2 separate regions of the Bactrocera dorsalis genome follow, and region 1 is linked to region 2. The links are chromatin contacts, called in public Hi-C maps. All regions are on one chromosome and are shown on one strand. Each heading gives the region's core, a stretch centred on a gene start, on an enhancer-like site or on the middle of the called end of the contact. The rest is flanking DNA. Distances are from core to core; before and after follow the strand shown.

The links. Hi-C and Micro-C count contacts between places; a contact is called where the count stands out from the background.
Region 1: a contact with region 2 is called in a Hi-C map of whole body, with 6 times the contacts expected there. The contact joins the promoter of LOC105224902 here to the enhancer-like site in region 2. A contact is called at or near these places in 2 of 2 Hi-C or Micro-C datasets (both in whole body).

What each region holds. Positions count from the first base shown.
Region 1 is chr4:68,954,552-68,960,650 of ASM2337382v1, reverse strand. It overlaps LOC105224902 (mucin-17), which reads left to right and starts at 4,133. Exons shown (of 10, transcript XM_049455406.1): 1 at 4,133-4,552. The coding sequence starts at 4,357. LOC105225918 reads right to left here. Exons shown (of 9, transcript XM_019990137.3): 8 at 5,250-5,947; 9 at 4,618-5,179. The coding sequence ends at 4,712. It overlaps LOC105225917, which reads right to left and starts at 2,623. Exons shown (of 5, transcript XM_011204599.4): 1 at 2,354-2,623; 2 at 1,995-2,298; 3 at 1,320-1,922; 4 at 651-1,259; 5 at 301-578. The coding sequence starts at 2,442. The coding sequence ends at 342. It overlaps LOC105225916 (exosome complex component CSL4), which reads left to right. Exons shown (of 3, transcript XM_019990141.3): 3 at 1-161. The coding sequence ends at 90.
Region 2 is chr4:68,860,053-68,866,490 of ASM2337382v1, reverse strand. LOC105224905 (neuropathy target esterase sws) reads right to left here. Exons shown (of 12, transcript XM_011203148.4): 2 at 1-145. Among protein-coding and RNA genes, the nearest start is that of LOC105224905, 5.9 kb to the right of the region's middle. Within about 2 kb of position 3,005, the one cell type or tissue checked has open chromatin away from gene starts, as enhancers often do.

The DNA.
Region 1 (6,099 bases), core at 2,884-5,383, 93 kb before region 2:
ATGCAATGCCCAAATACGCTAGTAAAAGAACCACGGAAGGTAGCGAAAATTGTCGCCGAAAGTTCTTTAAAAACCGAGAAGTTAACTTAGAATGTAAATGAAATTTTTCTTCGTAATTTTAGTACAAAAAATCTGCTAATATAATAAAAACAAAAAAAAGGGATTTATGATTGGCTTTGCTTTTTATCCGACCTGCTGTGTGAAACGAAAATTTCCGTTTTCAATTAATATAACCGTAGTTGGTGCAGAAATTTAAATTCCAAATAAATATAATGTGAAACATTTTGTACATAATATAGGTTATTTTAAGCTTTATTTTATTTTGTGTAGGTAAACATGACTTAATCAACTTCGGTTTTGAAATTTTCCTTTTTTAAATCATATTCCATTTGGAAGGGGTATACTAAATTCTCGTTTAAGGTCGCCTTCGCTCGATCATGAATATGTGCTACACGATTTTTGTCACCAAATGAACATTCAAAACGCACATATTCCATCCAAACCGATGTGTTTTCTTTACCAAACTGCAATACCATGTTCTCATACACCTGTCGTCGGCGCTCAGTGTCCTTTTTAGTCTGGAAACAAAAATAGGGTGTTATTGGATTACTTTTTAAATTTTATAGTCACAGCCATAGTTTACACCTTACCCTTAAAATAACTTGGGATTCCAATTCAGCCATTTTTTCATGCAATTTTAGACAGGGTGGCGGCAATTGACTTAAATGGTCGTATTCTTTGCGCACTTTGTCAAAAGGGGAATTAAGCATGCAAAACTCCAGGTATTGAGCACGAAATATGCCAAATTTTGGATTAGTCATTTTAATAGCATCACGGTACAATCGATCAAGGGTCGAACGGTCTTCATCATATCGTGTTTTGAAGTATTGAATAGCTAACTCAAATATTGGTCCAGATTTATCTCCTAGGTCCTTCACTGCTTTGGCATGAATTTTTTCAACCATGTCTGAGTCGTTTTGGCTTATATAGTACGAAAGCCAAACCTCATACAATTTTACTGATTTGTATGCAGAACACACTTCACTTAGAATGGACTCAGCGATTTTCCTTCCGGTTTCAGTCACGATTAATAAACGCAAAAATACACAATAATGCTCCTCACTCATTAGACCAGATTCGTGACCCATTTTTAGAGCCATCGCCAAGTATTTACGTCTTGTTTTCAAATCTGTTTCATTATTTTCATTTATAATCAACATTGCGCTAATGTAATCGTGACAGATTGTTCGGGTTTTCAGCTGCATGAGAAAAGTACTTTATTATAAAAAAATATAGATTTTGTTAGAACCATTACATACCGTTTTTAAGGCTGTTTCGTATACCTTAGCGCATAATTCAATACGTTGCCCCATTGTGCGATCTTTGAACACCGGCATTGTCAAATAAGAGCCATTGTCAGCAGTGTCCAGATTATCAATTTCTGAAGCAACATTGTTGGCGTGTTCATTTCTTTTAGCATGTTCCTTTAAATCACTCAGGGCAAATCCGCGTAACTCACGCTGTGCCAAAAAATCCCACAATTTTTCTTGTGATGGATAACGTTCCATCAGATCTTCAATAATCTTTAATTGTAAGGGTGCTGTAATGTTAACAAATGGAGGTTCTTCACAACGTCGCACCAAACCAATAAAAAATTGCAAATTAGTTATAGTTGTGCGACTATTTCTATATACACATTCTGCTTGTCTTAAGGCGCTCTCGTAATCGAGTCTCTGACCAGCTTCAAATCGTTTATGTGCAACAAACACTAATAAATCAAATAAGGTTTTGGTAAGTATCTCTTCATTAGGGTGTCGCTGTAATCCTCTTGTACAAATGTCTTGCCATATAAAACTTTCGCTATCATTGCTGAAAGCCCATAGTGCTGCTTCCACCCAGTTTTTTTCATTTGATCCATGATACTAAAGAAAAGAAAATAAATTAAAGTAATAATAATAATATACTCCTATTACTTAAAATTTAATTAATCTTACAGTGAGCATTTTTTCATAGATACCAAGTACTTGTGCTGGATTCGAATGTTTACTGAACTCTATGAAGTGATTCCACAAGCCTTCAGCCTCCGGAAATTTTTGAAGACACTCCCGATACAATTTTGTAATGTGATTTATAAGGTTATTCTTCAGACCTCGCACCTCAGTTTTAAAGCTGGCTTCCTTGCGCTCAACCAAGCGATACATCTTACGTTCAAGTATAATATATTCCACATAAGTACGACTGTTAACACTCTTTTGTGTAAGCTGTAGTGCGAAGGATTCTCTCTTTTGTTTGTAATTACTATAAGTAACAATTTAATTGAAATTAAGGAATTTAAATGTTGTGGTGTGTTTACCTGATTTCAGAATCGTCACAGATATTGTATCTCTTCAACTGTTCGTAGACCGGCAAAGCGCGCTCCTGTAATTCCTGAACGACCTCCATTGCACAAAATTTATTTTATGTTACTATTTTTATTATATTCTTAAATTTTGTAATTAGAAAAACTAGAAGCATAAATAATAATGTTTATATTTCGCGTACATATGTACATAAGAATCCTGAAGTTAGTTGCGGTTGAATCTAAAACACGTTGTGTTAATCAGCTGGTACTCCGATATAAATTAGGAATTATTTATATTCTTTAATATTTTTTATTTTTTTATATATCTTTTAACTCGTTGACATTTGGGAATTACACAAAATTTTGAAATGATAGGAAAAGAAGGCCAGTAAAATACAAATATTAAAACTTTTTTTAATATTTATGAAATACCCTGAGCAATTGTAATTTTTCGAAACGAATTTTATATTTTATAAAGAATAAAACGGAGTTAGTGTATAAATATTGTCAATAGTACGGCATCACTTCACCGCTAAGGTAGTTTGTTATTTATCATTTGACAATTGTAGGCTTATCAATTTACCAAACTGTCAGTGAAAGCTACCGTCTCACCTCTCTCTAATAATGCATTTGCATTAGGGATGATCGATATTCAAAAAACATCGATGTTGACATCGATGTCATAATCGAAAGCTCAACATCGATGTTCGATATTTATCAAAAACCGAACATCGATGTTGGATCCATCGATGTTGGATCCATCGATAATTTTTTACATTAATAATTGACAAAGAAATAAAACACAATCTATAAAATTCGAAATTTATTAAGCCACAGCCAGTGTGCATAGCACATTTACGACTTATTTTAAACGTTTTTCTTGATGTTATACTTGTATTTTTAAATAATCGTAACGCATATTTCATTTTAAATGAATTTATTTATTCATATCTTTGAAAACATGAAGTACAAATTATAAATAAATGTTATTACAACTTTAAAAATAAAATAATAAATTTCACAGTTTAATGTGGAAGTAAGTATATGATTGTCAAATATCTTATAAAAATATAAAAAGCTGAAATTCAATTTAAAAATTTTAGATTAATTTGGCTTCGATATTTTCAAGTTTTTCAAAAAATTTCCAGAAGCGACTTTTTGGCGGCATGTTTAATTCTATTCATTTATAATTTATATGCATTTATAACCTTAAAAAGAATAATTTCCTTTAAAGCATGCGCAAAAAGCAAACAGATGAATTCAATATTTAGATAGAATTCAATCATTTAAAACTTACATATTGTTGTACTCCATGTAATATATATATATGCACAACACCAGTAGAATACGAACAAATCAGTAAATTTAAATAGGTACGCACAACACAATTTTTTATTAACAAACAAATATGTAGAAGTGGGAGTGAGCGTAAATGTGCAAGATGAATCACGAAGAGCGAACGAATGAAGGGCACGACCGGAATGACGCGTTCACATTGTGAACGCAGCCACAAATCAGTTTGTGAAGTTCACAACTAAAAAATTTGATTTGAGGCTGCGTTCATAGAAGACATAATTTGTTTCCTAAGTTGCATTGGTTTGGTGGACGTCCGTGTCGTGCGTGAGGCCGTAAGTTGACATCGATGATTGATTCCGTTAACATCGATGTTGCGATATTTTTTCGTATGGCAACATCGATATTAAAACATCGATGTTTTTGCTTTCAACATCGATGATCATCGAACATCGATGTTCATCGAGCATCCCTATTTTGCATCCCTTACACCCCTTTAATCTAAATACTTATTCGTTTGACTATTGCTATTTTGCACTTCATACGGAAGATTTTGGCATTTCATAAATACCTTCAGTTTATTGTTTTTTTTGGTGGTTTAGTTACAATTTAGCTTTGAATTTTCGATCCTTCTCTTCTAAACATCGTAAAAAAGTGTGTAAAAGTATAAAAAAATATTAGTATTGGTGAATTAATAGCTCGTTTGGCAGCAACAGTGAAGAATGTCAGAGAAGCAGAAAGGTGACACGTCACGTCCAACCACTGCGTCTGCTGTGGCAGCTGGTCCAGGGTTGACTACAATTCCGACAGCTAGTGCTGTTGTAAAAAACCCACTTTTGAGCGCCTCTGTTACGGGTCTAACATTTGATGACTTTCCTAATAAGCCTTTGCTATTACCGCCGGTGGCTATTAGTCGAGGTAAGTGTTTTCTTTACCTTAAACATAAGCACTTGTTGCACACAATGGGATACCAATACAATACGTTTACGACATCTAAGGTTGGTTCTTTATTTCGATTAAAAGTGGATATAAACATATGTATGTACATTTTAAAATAACTTCCCCGACTTTCTCATTTTACTCCATACTACGTGTGGAGTGAGAGCGGTACGTGGGCAGATCCAATGAAACTTGACGTCTCCGACAACACCAAACAATTGCCCAAATTAAGAGAATTATTAAAAGAAGCAGCAGCAATGCGCCTAACACTATTGCAGCTATTGAAGCTTCAGTGAGCACAAGATCGCGTACATCTACGTTGTATGAACGTTGATTGCCCGTGACATCGAATGCTGTAAGTGCCACTTTTGGTTCGCAACACGTTGCTATATACGTAGCTTTCAAGGGTTCTGTAGAGGCAACAGTATAGCTATTCCGGTACAGTAGTCCACTTGAAGGCACAGTCTGCAAACGTAATATGCCTGACTGCCAATCTTGGGCGGTTATGTCTAGTGTCCAGAAGCGTTCCGCGCAATCAGTTGACTGTGCATTAACGTTATCACAGCGACTGCCAAAAGTCCACGAAATAGATGGTGCTGTCGTATCCTGTACAAAAAGTATAATGCTTAGAATATTGTGTTCTATATATGTATATCTAATATATGTATATATATACCTGCAAATCAACTGTAGTTGAACTGACCACTTTCAAGTTGAGAGATAGAGTAGCCGTACCGCCACCATGACAGGTGAATGTAATTTTATCCGTGGTTCCTTGAGGGGTGCCATTCGGTATTAAAACGGTTACGACAACTTTTGCCATTTCACCAGCACGCAAAAATAGACTTTGCGGATTGAGACGTAAAAGAAAACGTCTTTCGTCAATCACCTGTATATTGTGATATACTGCTTCGGTGCGGGTGTTAGTCACCTCAAATTCCAGCGTTCCCATCATGCCTGGAGCCAGAAGTAGTTGTGATTGTAGACCCATTTCGATTTTAGTTGTGTCGCGTTGCAATAAAGTGGCTGTTGTTCCACGGGGCACACCGTTATATTTATAATCTACATTAACGACTGATGTAGGCATTCCGGTATTGTTTGTTGGTATGATCGGTCGACTGCTTTGTATTTCGTTGTCAGAGAATGTCTCCACTTCATCCTTTGGAAATGTTACATCCGAATTACCTATTACTTCTGCTTCAGCTGATGCTGTTTGTAGTTCTGCATTGCTACCAAAACGTAAATCACTGTGTGTTTTCAGAGTTTTCCCAGGTGAGGTTTCCGATAAACTTAGCAAGCGCGATCCATATGAACTTACAGGATAAGTATTCCGATCCTTCAGCAAATACGCATCGAAGCGTTTAATGAGATCATCTGAAAAGTATGACATTATAAAATATAACTTATAAAATAAGTTAAAAGCAATACGTCTGTTATTTACTGATGTTAAGTATGTCATTCCCCTAACCTCAATGAGGAAAAAGTTTGGCTTGCGCTGGCTTCAAGGTTATAAGCTTAAATTATAA
Region 2 (6,438 bases), core at 1,756-4,255:
TATCGCCGGCGGCGCCTGTGGAGGAGCCTCGTATTTGTGCTTGCAACATGAGTTGCCGCTCCTTATTGCGCTGCCAACGCTTATAGAATATATACCAGCCGATGACGATTAACGTCAATAGCGTTATACAAATGTATATGTAGACCTGAAAGGAGGGAAAAAGGAGGAACAGGAGTTATTGAAAGTTACTAAGAAGGGTCGAAAAGCACTATAATATAATGATATCATGTATGGAAATATGATTAGACATAGCTTTTAAAATAATAAAGTATGGCGTTGCCACCTGATTTGGCCCTTTGTGCATTGGCAACGGCGAAAACCGTAGTCGATAGAACGATGAGCTGAACGAGATATACGACAACATTGACATAGTTCAGGGAATTAATAGACAATACCCGACGGGGGAAGCAGAAAAAGAAGAAGACCGCCATTCCGTTGGAAATATCAGGTGGAGACGGACCTGTCTAAACTTGGCAATTTGTTGATTCCAAGCAGTTAGAAAATGGGACTATCTCAAACAGTAATTTTGTGGTTTTTGAGAGGATTTGGACTATCATCCATAAAAAATTGTTCTCACTCAAGATCTGAAGCCATTGGATCCCCGTAAACGTCGTGATTTGCTGATTTTGCCTTGAAAACAACTTGCAAACGATAACGATTTTTTTTAATCCTAAATCCTAAAATTATTCATGAACAACCATTACATTTACCTAAATTGACAGTTGGGTGGGTTTTTGGTCCGTTAGAATCATCGGCCCGTACTTCTTACGAAATGAAGCTGGTGACATCGTTACTGTCAATGGCGAGCGGCGTAGATCGATGATGACATACTTTTTATTACAACAATTGTATGAAGTTGATTTTGAAAACGTCTCATTACAATAAGACGGGGCTACATGCCACACAGCACGTGCAACAACCGAATTATTGCGTGAAAAGGTTGGAGATTCGATTATTTGAAGAATAAGTGACATTGAATGGCCTCGAAGAAGTTGTGATTTCACACCATTAGACTGCTTATTGTGGGTTCATTTAACGTCAATGGTCTTTAGCTATAAACTAGACTCTCTATATTCAGCTTTTGAAGTGTAATCGATGAACGTGCATACTAATAACAAAAATATAAATTTCCTTCCTCCTTGTTTGAAAATAAATCATATCAATCTTTTTGGAAAACCCCGTATACATATATACATTTTTAATAGCTCATAAAGCATTTAATTACATATATTTTTGTAAAATATTTTTACTTCATTTTATTTTAAACCTATTCCAACCCTGTAAGCCTTTTCACCTACAGTTTTATGCACGATAGAATACAAAGTATTCTACAAAAGTATTTCTAAAAATAAGATTAATATATGTAAGTCCTCATAGTAAAATAGTAAATACATTGTATGTAAGCACATACATATCTCATAATTCTCTAATAGTCTAATAGATTCAACTGAATTTGAAAAAGAAAAAAGTTAGTGTCCGTGATGCGGCATATTCTACATCAGGCACTCAATCCGATTACTAATTATTCCTACTAAATTTTCTAACTGATTATACATACTCGTATTGCATTTATTAAACAATTCAACTAAATTTCAATATTTTCCATAAATTTTATCACTTTAGTTGCAAAAACTTATAGTATAAGCACTGGTAAATCACAAAACTTCATTAGACATTAGTTTTTAAAACGCATTTATATTTCCACAGTTCGTATTCAAATGGCTTCCGTAAGCAGAATTCACACACATACATACATATGTACATACACGCATGCTCAATGTCTAAAGTTTACAGAGGAAAGCATATTGCGATATGAATTACTTATTACATGCAAATGATATACATACATATACATATGTACATAAGTATTTACATATTTATATGCATATACATATGCATATATGCATACATATGTTTGTGTGTGTAAACTTTAATGAAATTTATTTATAGTTTTGATTAAAGTACGTTCACTCAGAACTACAAACTCCAGTTCATTGACGATTTTACAACTTTTGTGGTGTTAAACACTACTTTCAAACACAGAGTTTATCATAGAAAGAACAAAAATCTTTAAGAAGCCTAAGCACCACTTTTTTGGGTCTTTTTGAATTATAACGCAGTCAAAGTGTGTGAGGATATCCGATTTGCGGTGCCGGGATCTTATATTTTCTAGTGAATAAAACGTTTCGGTTTCACTTGGGCGAGACCACTTCCGACCGCCCAGTTTGTTAAGACACTGAGATATCCCTGCGTCAACTCGTACACGGTACTTGGGAACTTTGCTTTGACCATAAGTGCTACATAGGCTGCATGGCAAATTAGCGACCAGTATCCATAGAAGAGAAAAGAGAACTCCGCCCTAACATGAAGAAGGCGAGGACTTTTTCTCCCATCTTTTTTTAATTTCATATATGTACATACTTAGGTTTTTTAAAATTAACCTCGCACTTTTGGCTTATTGGGTAAGAGTTTAGAATATTTACATAAGTAAACAAGTTTGAACTGAATCGAAAGCAGCTTCTCTTATCACGACAAAAACGAGCTTGATATGTAAATGCGTTTGTACGTATGTATATATTCTCATTTTGACCGGCGGTTCTAATTTAATTATGCAAGCAACCAACAGATTTCCGGATTTTAGAAATTAATGATACTGTGTACAACAAAAAAGTATTATAATTCAACATTCTAGGCCTCGCTGTTATATGTTTGGCAACGCTGAGCAATGCAAATACGTCATAAACGCTCCGAGCAGTCGGATATTTTTGTACCGCATTGTTATTTATGTGTCTACGATGCAAAGTCAATAACAACGCACACGGAGGGCTCGGCAACCGGGCCCCGCAGCCAGCTTCCAACCGCTCAGCACGAATAACGACGTTGACGCGTCACGACGAGAAGTGACGATTGACTTCTATGAGCATTGAGACCGCTGTGGGCGCCGGGGTCTATCAATAGCAACAGCAGCAGCGTCAGCGCCACAACTACAGGCACACTCGTAGACACAATAGCGCGATAAAAGCGGCAGAGCACGCGGCAGCGCCAAAGAATTTCGTCTTGGCATTGCCATTGAGGCGCGGGCGGGTTGTTGACAGAATTTTGTTTTGTTTAATGCTTGAAATAGGGGAAGACGTGGGCGGCGTTGTTGTTGGCGTTGGTGCGAGTTGTTATGCCTCGTGTAGTGGCCGGGCTGCCATTCGATTTCCGTGCGCTGCCGACAGACCGTTGCAGTTGCATTCAGTGCAGGTGTGTTGGTGTTAGTGATTTATTTTTGTTTACCTATTTATGTGCGAATGCGTGCATAAGTTGCTCGCACATACATACTTATACACACTCATAGATGTTTGTAGGCGAAGTATAATCGCTGTGCGAGTCAATTACGATTTTCATGACATATGAAGTAAACAATGATTTTAAATAAGGAATTAGAGAAAAATGCACTTGGCTTGCAATTATTATTATCAACACTTGATATTTGATTTTGTTATTGTGTTTTGTTTTGTTTTGCTTGAGTTTCTTGTAAGGCAGTGTGCATGCTTGTAATTGAGTGCGCAGAAAATATTGTTTACCTTTTACATAACGCGCAAAACAAAACTATTTTTCAACAACAACACTTCTGGTAAGCAAATAGTACACTTGAAAAGCGAAAACACGTCCACTTGTAGGCGTGTGAATAAACAACGCCAATGCGAAAAACAAGTTTAAGTATTTTATAATGCTGAAACGAAACGTGTTAGAAGGAAAAGAAGTTATGTAAATATGAACACCGAGAGACCCCAAAAACTAGTTTAGCAATTATGAGTGCAATTTATCGATAAATTGCCATAAACGAATGCATGTTTGTTTTAGGTGGCACTATACTATGAATATTATTGTATGTACATTCAAACTTTTTTGTTTAATATTTAACGCAAATAACAACAATTGCCTGCAAAAAATATGTGAGAATGTTAATATTAGCCAGAAATGTTTCTTAACATTTGAATGCAATTTTTGAATGGAATAATCGACTGTGCACAGAAAAGACTTTAACTTTAACTGCCGGCAAAAGCTTGAGGGAGAAAAGCACGTGTGCAAAATTTCAGATTGATATCTTAAAAACTGAGGGACCAGTTTCGGTATAAGTATATAGACAGATGAACACACAGACGAACATGTCTAAATCGACACAGCCCATCACGCTGACCATATAAGTATACGTATATGTACATACATACATACATATGTAACGGGTGATTTTTTTGAGGTTAGGATTTTCATGCATTAGTATTTGACAGATCACGTGGGATTTCAGACATGGTGTCAAAGAGAAAGATGCTCAGTATGCTTTGACATTTCATCATGAATAGACTTACTAACGAGCAACGCTTGCAAATCATTGAATTTTATTACCAAAATCAGTGTTCGGTTCGAAATGTGTTTCGCGCTTTACGTCCGACAAATTTTGTTCAGCGATGAGGCTCATTTCTGGTTGAATGGCTACGTAAATAAGCAAAATTGCCGCATTTGGGGTGAAGAGCAACCAGAAGCCGTTCAAGAACTGCCCATGCATCCCGAAAAATGCACTGTTTGGTGTGGTTTGTACGCTGGTGGAATCATTGGACCGTATTTTTTCAAAGATGCTGTTGGACGCAACGTTACGGTGAATGGCGATCGCTATCGTTCGATGCTAACAAACTTTTTGTTGCCAAAAATGGAAAAACTGAACTTGGTTGACATGTGGTTTCAACAAGATGGCGCTACATGCCACACAGCTCGCGATTCCATGGCCATTTTGAGGGAAAACTTCGGACAACAATTCATCTCAAGAAATGGACCCGTAAGTTGGCCACCAAGATCATGCGATTTAACGCCTTTAGACTATTTTTTGTGGGGCTACGTCAAGTCTAAAGTCTACAGAAATAAGCCAGCAACTATTCCAGCTTTGGAAGACAACATTTCCGAAGAAATTCGGGCTATTCCGGCCGAAATGCTCGAAAAAGTTGCCCAAAATTGGACTTTCCGAATGGACCACCTAAGACGCAGCCGCGGTCAACATTTAAATGAAATTATCTTCAAAAAGTAAATGTCATGAACCAATCTAACGTTTCAAATAAAGAACCGATGAGATTTTGCAAATTTTATGCGTTTTTTTTTTTAAAAAGTTATCAAGCTCTTAAAAAATCACCCTTTATATAGAGTCTCAGAGGCTTCCTTCTATGTGTTACAAACTTCGTGGCAAACTTACTTGGGTATAAATATCGGTAAGTTTCAATTGATATCAATACACAATAAAGTATACTAATTTTGTTTACTCTTAGCTCAAATAAAATTATATTTGAGGGAAATTAGTTTGAAGGGAACGACATAATCATTGATAAATATCGGTTTGCAAATATACAATATTTTTGACAACAATTAAGGTAAGGTACCTACTTTTGGGACACACCTCATAGAGCATATAGGGCGGAATACCTAGATTAAGATAATTTGAATGAACTCAAATAATCGTTCGTTATTTTTGGGTTTACCTTTAGGTTTTGAATATTTAAATAAATATGGTTAGTATAATACATGACATAAATGGAATTTTATGAGACACACCTAGTATGACAGCCAAAAAGGGTGATTTTTCTGAATTAAAAAAAAAAATACTGTCAAATACTGTAATTTTTTTTAATTTTCAGTTTATATAATATTTTATACATATTTATACACAATTTAAAAACACACAATAAAATTTTTGACAAAAAAAAAATATTTTTAATTCTCTCCAGAAGCGGAGTACAATGACTAGCGATGGAAACCAAGTAAAAATTTGACCGATTAAGGGATTAAGAATATACAGAAAAGGTTTTATAGTGATCGGTTTATTTGTCTCTGAGCATTTACTGGGCCAAATTTGAAACATCATGTTCAGGAAATACGCGTCAAAAGCTAAACTAATCGAGATGATAGAACTGAGCGGTCACATTTTATAATGCTGTAACTCAAAAACTCTTTGAGATGTCGATCTAAAATTTAAATATATTATTTTCAGAGATATTATCTATTGAAATATAAAAAATATCAAATATCTTAAAATTTCGCACTAAATTCATGTTTGTAATTTTTTTGAATTTTCGAAATTTCATTAATTAATACAAATAAGATGTATACTTTTGTTCTTATGTCTGTCTTTACTACAAGTTCGCACAAAATGATACATATGTAAGTGTATGTGAGTTTATTAAAGAAAATATAAAATGAAATTCACCAAATTTATCTTTTAACATTTCGCCAATAGCCATAAATCGTATAAAATCAAATCGTATAACTACTCTGGATATTGGGGTCAATTAAATGATTGGAGAGGTACAATTGTAATATATGTATGTAGATGTTTGCTTAGCTACAAACATATTTACATATATGTATGTATGTACATATGCATTTATTCATTCATTGGCAGGAACTTTT